Linked DNA regions of Sus scrofa: region 1 is linked to region 2. A link is a contact called in public HiChIP or PLAC-seq data. All regions are on one chromosome and are shown on one strand. The core of a region is the stretch at or near the end of the contact, and the rest is flanking DNA. Distances in the headings are between cores, read along the strand shown. Region 1 overlaps EPB41L2 (band 4.1-like protein 2). Region 2 overlaps EPB41L2 (band 4.1-like protein 2).

The links. HiChIP or PLAC-seq counts read pairs in DNA pulled down with a chosen protein or histone mark.
Region 1: an H3K27ac HiChIP or PLAC-seq map of alveolar macrophages shows a contact between it and region 2. The contact joins two enhancer-like sites. A contact is called at or near these places in 3 of 47 Hi-C or Micro-C datasets (alveolar macrophages, heart right ventricle and skeletal muscle) and 1 of 2 datasets of contacts at active chromatin or transcription factors (alveolar macrophages).

What each region holds. Positions count from the first base shown.
Region 1 is chr1:32,568,876-32,572,803 of Sscrofa11.1, reverse strand. It overlaps EPB41L2 (band 4.1-like protein 2), which reads right to left. Exons shown (of 18, transcript XM_021088293.1): 7 at 1,867-2,085; 8 at 237-324. Among named protein-coding and RNA genes, the nearest start is that of SMLR1, 140 kb to the left of the region's middle. Within about 2 kb of position 2,038, at least 13 of the 83 cell types and tissues checked have an H3K27ac peak or open chromatin away from gene starts, as enhancers often do. A contact at or near this core is called in alveolar macrophages, where this site is marked.
Region 2 is chr1:32,433,299-32,437,216 of Sscrofa11.1, reverse strand. The region is part of intron 1 of EPB41L2 (band 4.1-like protein 2); the gene reads right to left. Among named protein-coding and RNA genes, the nearest start is that of EPB41L2, 17 kb to the right of the region's middle. Within about 2 kb of position 2,121, at least 18 of the 83 cell types and tissues checked have an H3K27ac peak or open chromatin away from gene starts, as enhancers often do. A contact at or near this core is called in alveolar macrophages, where this site is marked.

The DNA of each region.
Region 1 (3,928 bases), core at 789-3,288, 140 kb before region 2:
TGAAAGGGTATCAATTTAAAAGATTAGAAAAAGAAGAATGAGTAAGGGGGGAGAATCACTGGCCCCCCCTCATAACCACAGACCCCACAATTGGAAACTCCAAGGAAATATTATAGAGATCCTTGGGTGAGTAGCATTTTCCTAAAAGTGAGCTAGGCTGGTCTAAAACTGGAGCCCTCCCAAAACTTCAGGCAACATGCTGGAAAGATGCCAATTCCCTGTTACACTCACAGTACCTTGGCATGATGCAGGTCAACACCATACATGGAAAGCCTCTTGGCATTTTCTAAGAACTGAGAATCAGCTTGTGCTGGAGATAAGCCCCTAAGAATCAAAAGAAACAATATTATCATATTGACGGACACAAAGCAAATGTGGCTAAAATAGGGAAAGTGGGGTATGAGCTTGGAGAGTTTAAGGTGGAGGGAGTGACCCAGCCATATGTGCAAACAGATAAGAAGGCTCAACTCTCAACCTCTTGCATTTTTCTTTTAAGATCCTCCAATATAAACCTATTCATGGCAAGGAGCTGCACCTTCATCTTTACACTTTATCTCAGAAACATGCTTTCAATTTTTTCCACTGGGCAAAAAAGCCCCAGCAATAATGGGTACAACATAAATTAAGAATAAAAAGTGATCTCATCTTTCTGAAATAGACAAATACTCTCCTTAATTTATTTCACTAGGATCGACCATACTAAAGATCAGAAGTACTCGGATTTGATTTTACACCTGACAGACCACATTCTGTCCATATTAAAATTATTTCCATTCTTATCTATATTCCCAACGAAATGAATCTGAAGTTCCTACAAAGCCGGGTCCATTAATCTTCATATTCCCCATGGCATCTCAGCACCTGAATTTCAATTTCAAATTACATATGTCTACTGAATAGAATGGTAATAAAGTTAATAAGAATATAAAGTCAAATATTGCACTTTTTAAAAGAAAAGTCAATGGTGGTAGTCTGCTTAAAAATCTCTAATCTCTCAAAGTACCTTTCAGATATTTCAGTCAAAATTTTTGAAAACTTCCATTTTGCAGTATGGGACAAGTTAGTTGCTGGAGTTTTAAAAACTTGTGCTTAAAAAAATTTTGTTTTCACACAGATATAAAGTTCTCAAAGTGTAATATGGTATTTAAGTAATTAAGTAATGCTAAACTAAACCAAAAGTCATCTTTTATGGGTAGAAAAACACCCGTAGATTTCAATTACCATTCCTACCTCCATTTACCACTCTTGTTTCTCTTTTTTTTAATTAAAACACAATTGATTTACAATGTTGTTATTAGTTTCTGGTGTACAGCACCGTGATTCAGTTATATGTAGATAAATATTTTTTTTTCATTATAGGTTATTACAAGATATTGACTATAGTTCCCTGTGCTACACAGTAGGTCCCTGTTGTTTATTTTATATATAACCACTCACATTTCTGATTCAAGTCTTGATGCTTCATTATCTCCCTGGCTTTCTTATCAAGTATGATAATAAAGACAATTAAAAGACAGAAGAAATACACAGTAAATGCAAACAATTGTGTGTGTGTGTGTGTGTGTGTGTGTGTGTGTGTGTGAAGGGATAGGACTGGGAGCAGGATAAAGGAGATATCACAGGGAAAAGTAAATTTTCCTGATAAATGAAAACATTTACCCTCGTGAGCATAGTTTCTCAAATAGCCATAAAGACGATGGAAGGATAGCTCAGTGACTCAAAGCTGCCTTGCCTCGCACTACGTGAAGCTCCACAAGGGTGAAATGAACAATCCCCTGAACTACACTCAAATGTCTGGCAATGTTCCAAGGGAAGCCATTTAAACCCACCATGGTTACTCCCTCTCCAGTAAGCAAGTCTACAGACCTGTGGGTTTTATACAGCTCTGCCACCTTCTCTTCCAGCTCCTTGGTCTGGGTGGGGGCAAACTGGAAGTCACTGAGGTCATTACTGTCATGCTCTTCTGGGTCATAGTCGCCAAGTTCAGCCTGCAGTGTGTAAGAGCCCAGGAGGGCGTGAGTCATAAGAGAGCAGGGCAGGCGGCCTGAGGCAATGTCCTGCCGGAGCTGAAGGCACAAGAAGTATCTGCAAGGAACAGGGGGAGAGACGGGTCAGGAGAACAATTAGTTAAGATTGTAGCACTCCTAAATATAAGTCAGATATTCCTTTGAAAACAAATATACAACATAGGCACTCTTCAAATCCAGAGCATAAAAGTCTTCTGTAAGAAAATGCCCACCTTCCTCCTTGGACTCCTAACCCTTGCTGGCTATTTACAGAAACTGAATCTAGAGGGCAAAGTAAGAGTGGAAAGTCTCAACTGCTCTTCTGACAGGTGTTATTATTACTATTATAATCAAGAGTTTAATGACTCCAAGTGAAACTCCAATCACTTAGACTGTCTCCTTGGATTTAAAAGTATAATCAAATTCAGCATGCTCCTCCAACTTGTACAGATTAATAAAATTTAAGAAATAGCTGCAGTTCTTATGCATTTGCAGGAAAAGCTAAGGTCACCCACACTTTACCCCCTCCACCTTTTTCATACTCATTTCTTTTTTTGAGACACCTTTAACAACCATTATAAGTCAGTCTCCACGTGGAAGCCCTTACTTGCCCACTGACCCTATCTAAAAAGGCAGCTAACTTAGTTTATAGTAGAAAAAGCATGGGCTTCAGAACCCAGCAGAGCTATGTGACCTTGAGCAATTGATTTACTTGCCTAAGTATAATTCCCACATATAAAATGGGAAGAACTCTATTTCCCTTTGAAGAAGAGGGTTAAAAATTAGAGAATATAAATAAAACATCTGTCTTGGAACCCGGGAATCAATAACAATTAGTATCCATAATCATATTATTAGTTACAATAATCATTCAATGTCCTAAGTGGATTATTACAGTTAGAAGATTCTGGCTTTTACTAAATAACATGCAGAAATATGTTATTTATATTCTATGAGGATTTGGGGGGGGAGGGAGGTTCCACTATTAACTCCTTTTAAAACCTGATTTCTGCTTTTGAATGTAACCATTTGCTAAGGTTAGCATCGACCCCTCCAAACAAGATGTAGCATCCTCATGCTTGAAGACCTTATACCTGTATTATTACCCCAATCTCCTGTCAAGCAGGGCAGGGACTCTATTATCATCATAATCTCAGGCTTGGCCAAGTGCTGGCCACATGGCAAGTGCTCCATGGTTTTCTAAGAATGCAAGTCGTCTCACCACTACAGTCAGAGTGTTTTTATGCCCTGCAGGAGCTCTCTTTCTAAGGAGATTATGTGTTTCCTTGACCCTAGAACAACAGAGCATCATTGCCCTTATTTGAGAAAGCTCAGTTTTGAAATGATTCCAGGTTACCCTCAATTTCTCTATGTCTAATCGAGAATAGTGCTAATTCACCACATTTTATGGCACAGTTAAGACATAAACACAAAGATTCCATTTATTACCAAATGGAAGTAAATGTTGCTCCTTTTTATATTATCATTTCTACTTTTCACATTGATCTTTTCTTCTGTTGTCAAAGCCCAAGTCTAAAAAGGCTGAAAACTTCAAACAAAAACCGTAACAGCCTCCTGAGTTTCCCAACTCCATCTCCTTCACTTTTTTTTTTTCCTTTTTAGGACCACACCTGAGGCACATGGAAGTTCGAGGGCTAGGGGTCAAATTGGAGCTGCAGCTGCTGGCCTACACCACAGCCACAGCAACACCAGATCTGAGCCACATCTGTGACCTACACCACAGCTCACGGCAATGCGGATCCTTAACCCACTGGGCAAGGCCGGGGATCAAACCCGCATCCTCATGGATACTGCTGAGGTTCTCAACCCGCTGAGCCTCAACAGGAAATGCTCCAACTCCATCTCCTCGACAGGGCAGGACAGATCATTCCTCAAACATTACTCTGAACTCTGTTCTTGCC
Region 2 (3,918 bases), core at 872-3,371:
CTCAGGGATGATATAGGACTATAGGCTCTGGAACCACATAACCTGGCTTCAAATCCCTGCTCTAATGATTAGCTAAGTAACCGCAAGTAAAATTACTTAATCTTGTGGTGCCTGTTTTCTTCTCAGGCAAACGTAGAATAACAGTACCTAGCACACAGGGGTACTAGGAGGATTAAATGCTTAAATATATACAAGAGTACCTACAGAAGAGTGTCTGACACATATTAAGCATTCAAGAAATGTTATACTAGTATCAATATTTCCTAATTCAATATGTAATGTCTTTACAAAAAAGTATATTAAACTATGTTTTAATTAAAAATATATGTTAAAGGAGTTTCTATCATGGCTCAGTAGGTTAAGAACCCAACATAGTGTCTCTAAGGATGCAGGTTTGATCTCCGGCCTTACTCAGTAGGTTAAGGACCTGGTGTTGCTGCAAGCTGTGGTGTAGGTCCTGCGTTGCTGTGGCTGTGGTGTAGGCCAGCAGCTGCAGTTCTGATTCAACTCCTAGCTCAGGAACTTCTATATGTCACAAGTGCGGCCCTAAAAAAAAAAAAAAAATACAAGTTAAAGAATTTGCTGGTGTCTCAGCAGGTTGAGGATCCAGAGTTGTCACTGATGTGGCACAGGTTCAGTCTCTGGCCCAATGACTTTCACATGCTGCAGGCAGGACCAAAAAACAAATTAAATAAAAGCAAGGAATTGGCTAAAAAAAATATATATATATGTAAATTAAAATCTAAAATAAACTATCTCCAACATAAAAAGCATGCCTGTTAATTAGGAAAAGCACTTCAACTATTAAGTGAGTGTCAGCTGCAGCTATAATGCCAATGCTCTACCTATGATTTCTAAACTACTATATGTCCAATGTTTAAGACATACTTTCCCCTATATACTGCCAGATAGAACCATACACATGGCAGGTTGCTGTGATTTTATAATAACTGTGCAGTCCCATTAAATGGCAGTCAGCTTAAAAAAATGTTTCACTTGGTCTAGTTTCAACTTACAGCCACTAATACTATGCTAAGCAAAAGAACAAAAGAGAGAGGATTGAGAGAGGGAAAGAAAAAAGAAAAATCTAAAAATATTAAAATCTGGCATCAGAGTTCTCCTGTGGAGCAGCAGGTTCAGGATCCAGCATTGTCACTGCAGCAGCTTAGGTCACGGCTGTGGCTTGGGTTTGAATCCTGGCCTGGGAACCTCCACACGCTGAGGGCAAGGGCCAAAAAAAAAAAAAAAAAAAAAAAAATCTAGCATCAACATAGGCAGAAGCCAAGCAAAAACAATGCATAGAACATCAACATTACTTTGCGAATATAAGAGGATTTAAAAGTTAGTTCAAATTTGGTTTATAAATTAGGTTTTTCAGCACTGGCTGAAGCATTCCCTTTATGCCCACAATGCTGCATTTAGATAAATTGTTTTCACAGATCAAAATAATATTCAGATATTTATTCCAGAAACTGGACAACTGACTGTCACAACTGAACTAATTTCTGCAATCCTACAAAATCAGTAATGATCATGAACTTTATTTTAGAGACCACCCACAAAGCACATGCCAAAGGAGGGGTAGCGGGGGCAAGGAGGTAGCTACTTACCAATGAAATCATGTGATCTCTGGAATTTGCTTCTTCAAAGTAGTGGGAATGGGGGTATCAGGGAATGGAAGGAAAATACAGATGAAACAAAACTGGCCATGTGCTGGTAACTGTCAAAGCTGGGTGGGGCTACATGGGGTTCATTACACCACCATTCTCTCTACTTCTGTTTTTATTTCTTTCCATAATAAAAAGTTTAAAAAAGGAAAAGCCTTTTCTATAACTGACAATGGTACATTCTTTCTCCCCAAAAAACCCTTAGATAACCAGATACAGTAAAAAACATGACTTTAAAAAAACCTAACAACAACAATAAAGAAGGTCCTTTTAAAAAGAGCCGTATTACCCTTTCACTGTGTGCAAGTAACAGGCAGATCAGAGATCTATAGAATGCTCTGGATTCCGCCCTCCAGTCTTTCCATTTAAGCTGGCAGCACTGAGGATGAAAGTGAACTGGCCTCAATTGGGAGAAAAGTTGGAGCCACATCTGCACCACACATGCTGCCCACATCAACAGCCCTTGGCTGCAGAGCTGCCTGGGGAGGATGTGTTCGCCCTACCTTTCTATTTCTCTGTTTGGGGGTGGGGAGAGATGGCGGAAGGAAGAACGTATTCACGTTCCCTTATGTGTGTAATTTAAAACAGACAATCTTGGCATTAAGGAAATTAAGACGCACGCTCTAGTGATGTTGATTTTAATGGCCAAGGTCCAAAAACAGTTCTGGTTACAAGCCCATGGATAAACTCTTGATTCCTTTGTCAGTGGACAGACTCAACTCATTACTTGGCACTCTAATCTTTCCCATATACACTCTGTATTCATTTTATTAAGAAGAAAGAAGTTTGCCTTTTTCTCTTTAAGAGAATTAAAAAAAAAAAAAAATTCTTCGAGAAAAATGTGCATTTAGTAGCTTTCCTCCCAGAGTCTAAAAGCAGTTAAACAGAGAGTACTCGGGAACAGTAAAAGATTATCTTATAAAAATTGTTTCCAAAATGAAGGCTGAATATGCACCATTGTCTAGCACATGACCACCGAGCCACATTTGCTTTTCAAATACTTGTGAAAGCATTTGGCACCGTTTTCCAAAAATCCCATATGACTTCTACTTCCTTGTTTTTTCAATAGTATTTCAAAATGTTGACACATTTATTGAACTATTTTTGGAAGACCTAGCTCTGCCTACCTTCAGGGCTCAAGGCACAAATATATAAAAGCTACGGGACAGCCCTCCAACTACAAAACTTGGCAGGCTTCCTAAGTTCTCCAAGAAAACTTCAATTGGCAACTCCATTAACATCAAAAGAGCACAGAGTAGAGGGAACAACTCTGGACACAGGGAGACCTTGGCTGTGCCTGTAGCTCCATTACTAAATTGCTGGATGGCTCTGGGTAAGTAAGCTTAACCCCTTCCTAATGCACCTTGCTTAAAGGTCAGACCTCTGGTCCAAAATTGGTTTAAGAATCAAATGAGATGTCCTGAAAATTTACTTTGAAAAGAATGCCAAAAAAACACACACAAAAAACAAAATAAAAACAAACAACTTTACAAATAAAAAGTGCTAATTAAAAAGAAAAAAGAAAAACACTTAGACGTCTGTGCCACAGTCAACATATACCGTTTTATGTTGTTATCTATTAGGGGAAATCATATTTTTAACCTACCCAACGTTTCTCAAAGTATTCAGATCTACTTTACCATTTTTGCCAAATCCAAACAGCCACTGTATTATTTATTTAACACATCTTTTAATCAAGCCACTACAAGAGACCTAATTTAGCCTCATGCTAAGTAATATCAATGAAACCATAGTGGTTTTTGTTTTTGTTTTGTCTTGTTTTTTGGTCTTTTGTCCTTTTAAGGGCCGCACCCACAGCATATGGAGGTCCCCAGGCTATGAGTCTAATCGAAGCTGTAGCTGCCAGCTTACGCCAGAGCCACAGCAACGCCAGATCCAAGCCACGTGTGCAACCTACACCACAGCTCACGGCAACACCGGATCCTTAACCCACTGAGGGAGACCAGGGATCGAACCCACAACCTCATGTTTCCTAGTCAGATCCGTTTCCACTGTGCCACTACAGGAACTCCAATGAAATCATAGTTTTGAAGTACCATATATTTTTTCTAATGCACACTGACATATGTATTTAACCATTAAAAAAAAAAAAAAAAGATTCATCTGGGAGTTCCCTGGTGGCTCAGCAGACTAAGGATCCAATGTTGTTGATGCTGTGGCTTGGGTCACTGCTGTGGCTTGGGTATGATGACCAGCCCAAGAACTTCCATATGTCTTGGGCTCAGACCAA